Regions from separate parts of the Mus musculus genome. Here region 1 is linked to region 2. The links are chromatin contacts, called in public Hi-C maps. All regions are on one chromosome and are shown on one strand. The core of a region is the stretch at or near the end of the contact, and the rest is flanking DNA. Distances in the headings are between cores, read along the strand shown. Region 1 has its middle 110 kb from the start of Gm46481. Region 2 overlaps Gm34199 (a long non-coding RNA gene).

What was found. Hi-C and Micro-C count contacts between places; a contact is called where the count stands out from the background.
Region 1: a contact with region 2 is called in a Hi-C map of cranial neural crest, with 1.6 times the contacts expected there. The contact joins two enhancer-like sites. A contact is called at or near these places in 1 of 484 Hi-C or Micro-C datasets (cranial neural crest) and 2 of 115 datasets of contacts at active chromatin or transcription factors (large pre-B cells and stem cell-derived neural progenitor cells).

What each region holds. Positions count from the first base shown.
Region 1 is chr14:100,947,898-100,952,467 of GRCm38.p6, reverse strand. No RefSeq gene overlaps it. Among named protein-coding and RNA genes, the nearest start is that of Gm46481, 110 kb to the left of the region's middle. Within about 2 kb of position 1,762, at least 13 of the 459 cell types and tissues checked have an H3K27ac peak or open chromatin away from gene starts, as enhancers often do.
Region 2 is chr14:100,456,292-100,460,599 of GRCm38.p6, reverse strand. It overlaps Gm34199 (a long non-coding RNA gene), which reads right to left. Exons shown (of 6, transcript XR_003951137.1): 5 at 3,218-3,413. Among named protein-coding and RNA genes, the nearest start is that of Gm26367, 40 kb to the right of the region's middle. Within about 2 kb of position 2,234, at least 156 of the 459 cell types and tissues checked have an H3K27ac peak or open chromatin away from gene starts, as enhancers often do.

The sequences.
Region 1 (4,570 bases), core at 513-3,012, 490 kb before region 2:
GAGAATGAACTAGAGTCACAGGGCCACTCAGTCACAAGTGAGACATCTATCTCTATTTTATCACTTTCCCACCCAAGATTCAGGGAGTATTGTAGAAGAGGGGACAGAAAGATTATAAGAGCAAGAGACTGGAGAGAACTGGAGGTAAACAATCTTCTGGCCAAGACAGGGCTGTATCACTCATGAACTCACAATAGCTTATCTACACAAGACCTGCGCTACATTAAGCCAATCAGTATTACAGCATGAAGTAGAAAGCCCATCTTTAACTGAGAAACTATGAGAATAGATTGCTTCTTGGGGAGAGAGATTCAGTTTTCTTTGAAGATGTAGCCCCTAGTAGGTCAATTATGGTACAGTAGATGAACCACACTCCTGAATATATAGGAAGAACAAAATAGACTCAGTGGGTTGCAAGAAATTTGGCTTCTTTAAAAACATAGAAATGTTATGTGAATATGAATATGTTTTTGTTCAAGGTGTGAGATACGGGGCTGCTTCAGATTATACAAGGCAGCAGACTATGATTTGCCTTTTGTTTCATCAAGACCATGATTTTTGCCAGCTGCAGATAGTTTTTCCCAAGTGTATGATATTTGAAAGTCTAGAAACTCTTGAGAGTATATATATATATATATATGAAGAGGCCTAGAGAAGGATATGGCTGCTGCAATTTCTCCTGCTGTGGTTCCTGCTGGCTGGCTGCTGGCTGGCTGCTGGCTGGCTGCTGACTGGCTGCTGGCTGGCTCCTGGCTGGCTCCTGGCTGGCTCCTGGCTGGCTCCTGGCTGGCTCCTGGCTGGCTATTGGCTAGTTGTTGCTGGTTCCTGGTTGAGATATCCTAACAAAGAAGATCAAAAGTGCCCCAAGGAACTTGATACCCTTAATCAGTAGGAAGTAGTCTAAGGATATTAATACCTCCTTTCTCCTCCAGCCTTCTTTGTGTAGTTGGAAAATATAACAGTGGAGAAGGAACACATAAAGTGGACAAAAGGCAGGTTAAAAAAAAATAAAAGAAGACATGAAGATATGAACAGGGAGTGTGTGGGAGATCTGCGAGGAGTTAGGGGAAGGCGTGTAAAATACGTAAGATAAAAATACATTGTGCATATATAAAAATTTCAAAGAATAAATATTATTTTTAAAAGCATACAAGTGTTCATGAAATTAACAATATAGTTTATTCTATTGCATTTTTGTCTTCTTTTGGGGTGAGCGATACTTTGGAACTCACCAATTGGCACAAATAGAAAATAACTAGGAATATGAGTGTTTCATGCCTCAATTTTCTAAAGCAATTTTATCATTGTGCATTTCCAGACTATGTAAACAAAGGGACCTCACACGGTTACCTTTTGAGCACACTGAAGACAAAAACATGTTGTGATTTGCACAGTTATTGGGAAGATCTGCAGTACTGAACCATGTGTGCTTCGTGTTGGCAGCCTCTGAACACAGACAGTTATGTTTGAAAAGTTGGCAAGTCCATAACAAATTCTTGCATACTTGAAGCTGCCTTGTTGATTTCCTTTCAACTCCATCCCAAGGCAGACCAGACTCTTCCTCTGCAGCACAGCAATGTGGCAAGAAGGAATGAGCTCCCCCCCCCCCCATGATTCCTCTATTCCCCCTCCTCACACAAATCATTCTCCCCAGATTTCAAAGAAACCCCAGAGCGGAATTCTTGCTGTTCTATCTCCAGGACTACAGCCAGCACAAATCAAGAAAATGGTTTCCAGGTGCAGACCACCCTCCCTTCCCCTTCACTTTAAAATCCGCTGATTGTTTCACTCTTTAATCTTTAGATGGACGATAGGGGGAACAGGAGGGTAAACCTTAGGATTCAAAAGCCTATGGAAAATTACTTCGTCTTTTTCATTTTAGGGCAGTCAGTTCTCTTCTCCAAATCATATCACACAACCCAGCACGATTCATTCTGTCTCTTTTGATAAGCCTCAGACCCTAAATAACCTAGATGCATTATCTGAGCCACGAAAGGAGCCCTATGGAGTGAAGCTTTCATGAAAGTAGTTTTAATCCAATGCTATTACTATCTCCCAGTAACTAGCTCCATTTTCACACAAAGACGTAATTGGTGAGAAAAAAAATTGCTTACTCTTCACAATGGTCCTCGATCTGCTAAGTTCAGGTAATAGCATGTAATTATTGATAAACAAAACACTGAGAGGAAGTGTGTTTGGTGAACTTTCCTAGAGGTAATAATATTCACCGAAGTATATAATGACAGCTGGCAATGGCAGTACTCAGTACAGGTACCGTAGCCCCATTCTTCTCTTAACTGTAGTCAGACATCCAGTGTCCAAATATCAGTGTTGGCTTCTACTACACCTCTGCCCAGGAGGCTTCCCATGTCCAGGTATGTGAGTCCATTTGCATTGTCACAACTCAAAAACCTTTGGAGTCTATCCCATGTTGTCACTGAATCTTCTGTGATATTTTAACTTTATAGATCACAGTTAAACATTTTTTGGGGACAATTGATTGTGTTTTTCATCTTGTTTTCATGCAGGTATTCATGTACTGATGGATAAAATTTAGGTATTTTAAGGGAGGAATGAATTTCACAGTCTTTAAATTGATCCATAAAAAGGACATGTTTTACACATCAAATTCACATTTTCACTTTTTGTTTATCCTGTGAACACCTAAACCTCATGCATATTCTAAATTCCTTTATTTATAGGAAATAAATAACATAGTTTTCTTTTTTTCTTGAGTTTTCTAATTTTGTCATGACATTTTTCTATATCATTTCATTTCCCTGATACATCATTTCTTCTTATAGAAGACAGAAATTCATGCTTTCAGATCTGCTAGTAAAATCATCAGATTCCTACCAGTTTATTTGCCTAAAATGAATCCCTTGGGAAGTCCTCTAAATCTATTTTGCTTTGGACTTAGTGTCCGAAACTGTTAGTGTTTGCCAAGATTCATGTTTTCTTCCTCTTTGGCACATTATAAATACATCTGCAAGCTCCTTGAAGTAAGAGGAACATACTGACAGAGGTGTGACTAATAAAAGAGGCAGAAGAGATGTGGTTGCTTATCAGCCAGCTGTTTGAACATTGCCAATGTATAATTTTCTATTACCTGATAACTGAAGGCAAGAAGGCTGTTTAGATTCAAGAGAGAAAAACATAATGATATGATATATGCTAGAATACACATATGTAAATAGATGTGTGTATATATGTGTGCATGTATGTATTCTTAAATATCTGTAAAATAAGAAATTAAGCATATACTTACCCAGGAGAAAATATACTATGCTGAGTCACTGAGACTTGGGGACCATTTTCCTTTTCTACCATTACAGAAATCAATACATTGAGGTGAGCATTTACAGAAATGCAAAACTGGGAATTTATGATACAGTGGTTCAGTGCATGATTTTAAGAAATCCTCCTAAAGCCTGCTGCCCACACAGACCTCTTGTGCTGTTGAGGTAGCTGTGTTACTTGTTACAGTGGATCGTTTCGAAGTGACCATATGGTACTTCAGACTAAACATGCAGAGCATTGTTGGAGCCCCTATCAGCCAAGGTACAGTAAAAATGAGAGAAAATTACGTTAAGAACTGGCTGATTTGAAAACAGAAATAGAAAAAAGATACAATACAGGAATTGAATGACATGAAAGCATAGAAATCCTAGGGTTTTTTTTCCTAGAGTGTAGCTTGCAGCAGGAAAGAATGGAGGAATGGAGGAGTTGACTGCACTGTGGCTTCTTAGTTTTCAAATGTTATTTTCCATTCATTCATATATATATATATATATATATATATATATATATATATATATATATGAATGTATGTACTATATATACTGTATATTATATATATATAGTATATAGTATATATATATATATGTTTGCTTACATATGTTACACATATTTATATATGCTATTCATAATAGGTTCATAGTCATGTATAGGTTAAATATAATATATAGGGTACATAAAGCATATACCTATATAGACTATATTCATTTATATAAGCTATATAGAATATGTATTTATATAGGCTACAAGAAAACCAGTGTCTTATACTTGAAGATCATGTGCAAGAATAGGCTGGGTGTGCTTAAAGGTATCTGGAAATGACTGATAATGAGAAGATCAAAAAGTTGTATTTTCCTTTATTTTATATTAGATATTTTCTTTATTTATATTTCAAATGTTATCCCCTTTCCTCATTTCCCCTCAGAAAACTCGCCTACCCCATCTCTCCCTCTGCCCCCCACCTTCTAACCTGCCCACTCCTGCTTCCCTGTCCTGGCATTCCCCTACACTGGGGCATCAATCCTTCACAGGACCAAGGGCTTCTCCTATCATTGATGTTCCACAAGACCATTCTCTGCTACATATGCAGCTGGAGCCATGAGTCCCTCCATGTGTACTTGTTTGGTTGGTGGTTTATTCCCTGGGAGCTCTGAGGGTACTGATTAGTTCATATTGTTGTTCTTCCTATGGGGCTGCAAACCCTTTCAGCTCCTTGGGTCCTATCTCTAGCTCCTCCTTTGGGGACCCTGTGCTCAGTCAAACAGATGGCTAT
Region 2 (4,308 bases), core at 985-3,484:
ACCCGAGAGTACAGTCCATGAAGACTCATTAAAAAAAGATAATAAAAATCGAGTAAAATATTAAAGAAAACACGTGTTAGAAACAGCACTGGTGGTTGGGGTATATTTTTATTTACTCACAACCCAGCCCCATCTATGTTTATTTTCTTTTATTCAATTTATTTTATTTTATTTTGTTTCCATGTTATTATTAGCTCCTTTAAATGTATCTGGATGCTGTAGCTGCGGCTGGGTTCTGAAGAACACATCCAAGATTCAGAAAGTAGCTTGTGTGCTGACGACTACGGCAAAACGTGTTCCTATGTTGTTTCTTAAAGGGGCTCAATAATATAGAAGGTTGAATACTGAGGATGCTGGGAAATTTGTTGGCCAGTGGAAAGTAGGTGCTACAGACAGACAGATGGACAGATGGACAGACAGGCGGACAATCAGACAGCCAGACAGGGGAACAAAAAGGATGCGACACAGGTTCCAAGTCCTTCCACTCTAGTGCTCAGAGCCCCTTCCTGCCACACCCTGCAGCTCACTGCCACCAAGAGTCATGTTGAGCTACTTTCTTCTGACAATACAGGAGTCTAGACAGATTAGCAGAGCTTTGGGTGCCTCTATACCCACGGGCATTAGGTTTCTTAACTTTCATTTCTTGACTCTGCCCCTTTCCTGTCTAGCCCTACCCAGACCTTCCTTTGAAATCAGACCATTTCTGGGCACACCTAGCCAGCCACCCCCACTGAGAGGAGCTCCGGAGGCTGCCTTTTGACCTGGCACTGCACCTGGTTCCAGCTCCTGGTGCCTGAGAGCCGCATTGTTCCTGGGTTAAATGAAGTTTTGGGGAAATGACTTTCAGATGTGAGCATCCCCCTCTGGGGCTGGCTTACCCTCCTGCGCTGCCTCCCTGACGTTTGGAATCCCATAAAAAAAATCATCTTTGTTTGGCTCGGGATGAAAAAAAAAAGACTCATGAGATAACATCTTAGATGACATGGGCTGACAAAATCCGAAATACTTCATATTGTGACCACCACCGAATAACTTAATTACTGCCTTTTTCTTGCGCTTACCTTTTTAGTTTGCTTCTTATGTGGTAACTCTCCCATCCCCGGGGTTATTTTAGTCAGTGGCCACAAATTACTGTGACTTTCTTTATCTGAACTCTGATCAGAAAACTGCCTAGTTCTCCTCAGTGTGTTGGGTGGATGGTGCTTTTTTTCCCCTCTCCTCTCCCCTCCCCTTCAAACCAGAAAAGTAGCTGCTGAAAGCTGAACGGTTGCCATGACAACCTCTTGGCAGCTTCCTAGGCGAGTAACAGTGTTGATTTCCCCCGGCGGGTGGGAGGGGGTGGAGCTCTAAGGAGGTAAAGAAAGGTTACTGTGCACTTAGTTAATATGCAAAACCACTTACACAGTGCTGGGTGAGCAATGAATAAGTGCAAACAAAGCCACGCTTGATCAGCTAACATGGACTTTGCACACAAGTACATCTGTCCAAGGATGCAGATGTTGGCTCAGAGGGAAATTTTGCCATTGGACAGGAAAGGACAGAAGAGGTCACACTCCAAGAGGTTAAACAGGATTTCTGTAGTGGTTGGAGAGTGTGGATGAAGTAAAGAAAGCAGGGTTTTAATTGCCTTTTTCCTTTTTTTTTTTTCCTCTTTGTTCAAAGAAAAACATAACGCTCTGAATTGCAGGATGGTGTTTTCCCTGAAAATCTAACACACTGAAGTTCAAGTTTGCATCAATTAAACTCTATGTAAGATAAACCAATATGTTCAGATATACGCAAGTATAGCATAATTTGGTTTGTGCTTGAACAAAACATACGGCTGAATGGCATCGTTCACCCCAGAGTTTACAGACAAAGAAGCAGTTTAGTAACTTAGGGCTGGGGGGGGGGGGGGGTTGCCGAATGTTGAAATTTTCTCTGTCTCTCTCTGTCTTTCCATTTCTCTGTCAGTGTCTCTGCCTCCTTTCCCTTTCTCCCTCTCCCTCTCCTTCTCCCTCCCTTCTCACCCCAGCACTCTTTTCCATGCCTTGCTTTGGTAGCTTCTTGTTTGATTCCTGGGGCCTAGGCAGAGGAACTCAGGAACCGTGAGAATAGGCTACACGGGCGAGGGTCACCTGCATGAGAGCAGACTGGCTGGACACTGAGGAGGCAGCAATGGGCCCCCCACCTCCTGGCCAGCAGTTTTGTGTGGAAGAGGCAGGTTGAGGGAAGGGTGCAGCAGGAGCAGAGGTCTGCCCAGCAGGTGTCACTAGGGATTTAAAGCTTACCAGACCTTTGGGACTAAGGCTAAGAAGTGGCCACGTAGTGATTAATGAAGCTTCCTTTCAAATAATTTTGAGAGACAATATGTGTGTTCTCCTTCTAAGGGAAATTAGAAATGAAAGCTAAAGCTTGCCTGCAGAGGAAGAGATTCTGGACCATAATTTCAAGGCTCTTATCTCCATTTATGAGTCTCCATTCCAAATACCAGAAGTCAGGAATAGAAAACTCAGCAAAGTTCATGGAGTCCAGGAGTGGGGAAATACTCATGGCAAGCCAAAGCAAATACAATGAGGTATTATTTATTCTGATGCTTCCAGACTAGGTCAGCCTCCTGCCTAAACACATAGATGCTGACTTTGTCGGGGTTAAGATCGCACTCAGAAACTACAAATTTCCTGAGAGCCTCAGTATAAATTAAGTCAGCTCATATTTTATCATTGCTTAATACTTCTTTTTTTTGACAAAGCTATATGAAGTCTGAATTTCACTTTTTAGAAAACTGTGTTGATATTATTAACTTTCTAAGTTATACATCTAGAAAATGTGACTATATGTATAAACATATATAACACATATACATATAAGTTATAAATATTACACACATACACACTTTTCTCTCTCTCTCTCTCTCTCTATCTCACACACACACACACTCAAACACACACACACACACATACACACACACACACACACACACACACACACACACACTTTCTTCCCTAAGAGTTAAGGTTTAGATCTTCAGAAGACTCCCTGAATACTTTTACTGCTCTCAACTTTGCTTTGTCTTCCTGAGAGTCCAGTGTTTACCATTTTCATCATGACTTCAGTAGACTTTCTACCAGACTTTTCTTACATTGTTGCACATAGTGGCCCTCTACCTTGCATTGATCATTGTAGAGGTTTAACATCCATACTGAAGACATTGCTTCATTCCTACTTTAGGACATACTTGTATATAGCGTGGAAAGGAACCGGAAAGGAAGCATCAAGAGCTGGCCTGGCTTCCCCAGCATTCAGCTTCTTAAGATGAGCTCATTCATCTTGCTTATCCTTGGTTGTCTGGGGGCGAGTAGAAAGAGCTGGCAGAGAAGTAGTTGGAGTGGCAGGATTCTAAGCTTGTATGGCCATAGGTGGCCTTCCTGTGCCTGTGAAGATGCAGAAGCAGAAGAGAGGCAGAGTAAAAACCCAGGAAATGAGAGCCTCTGGACAAAGGTGGAAATGGCCAGGGTGCAGGGTGCGCTCAGAGGGCACCTGGTAGAACACTGGTTAGTGAAATTATCTACTAAGTCAATGGAATCCTTGACTGACAACGGTTAAGAAGCCAAGCGTCAAAGCCATTGTTATATGGTCAGCTGGAAGTGTATAACAAAGCTGGGACTGAAAGCCAGACACCTGCTCCTTTCCACTCCTGATGGTAACTGTAGTACAGGAAGCAATGAGAAAACCATGACTCACTTAAGAGCACTTGCAAAGGATGCTTTGTTTTCTGTTCTTTCTCCTGGGGAAACCTCATCATAAGATACCACCAAGGACATTCCCACAAACAAAACCCCCAGTCTGCAGTTATGCAATTAGGGCAGAATTTTATTAAGCTTTTAATCGCTCATTATAGTTGTCTCTATTTGATAAGGAAAAAATAAATGACTTCAGCAGGACTGATGTCTGCAGGCCCATTCTCTAACCACAACTCCAACCATTTCTCTAATCACTTAACTGATGTTGTTTTAATGAGAGCTATTGTTATTATGCATTATTAATAAAAAATCTACCATTACTATTAATATCACTTATGAAAGATTCTGTAAAGAGCTTTGAGACCGTGCATGCAATTAACAGGAAGCCAACTTTCCACAGAGTAAAAAAAATAAAAATAAAAACAAAGACAAAAAACACACCAGGTAGGTCTAACTATATCCATTTCATCTCTTAAAAAGTAAGTGGTTCAAGTAAATTTTACATTCCCACAAGAAAAACCGTGAGCCCCATGAATTATATGGAACTCCTTGTACTTTGCCATATAGAGAGAAATTATGTGAGTCG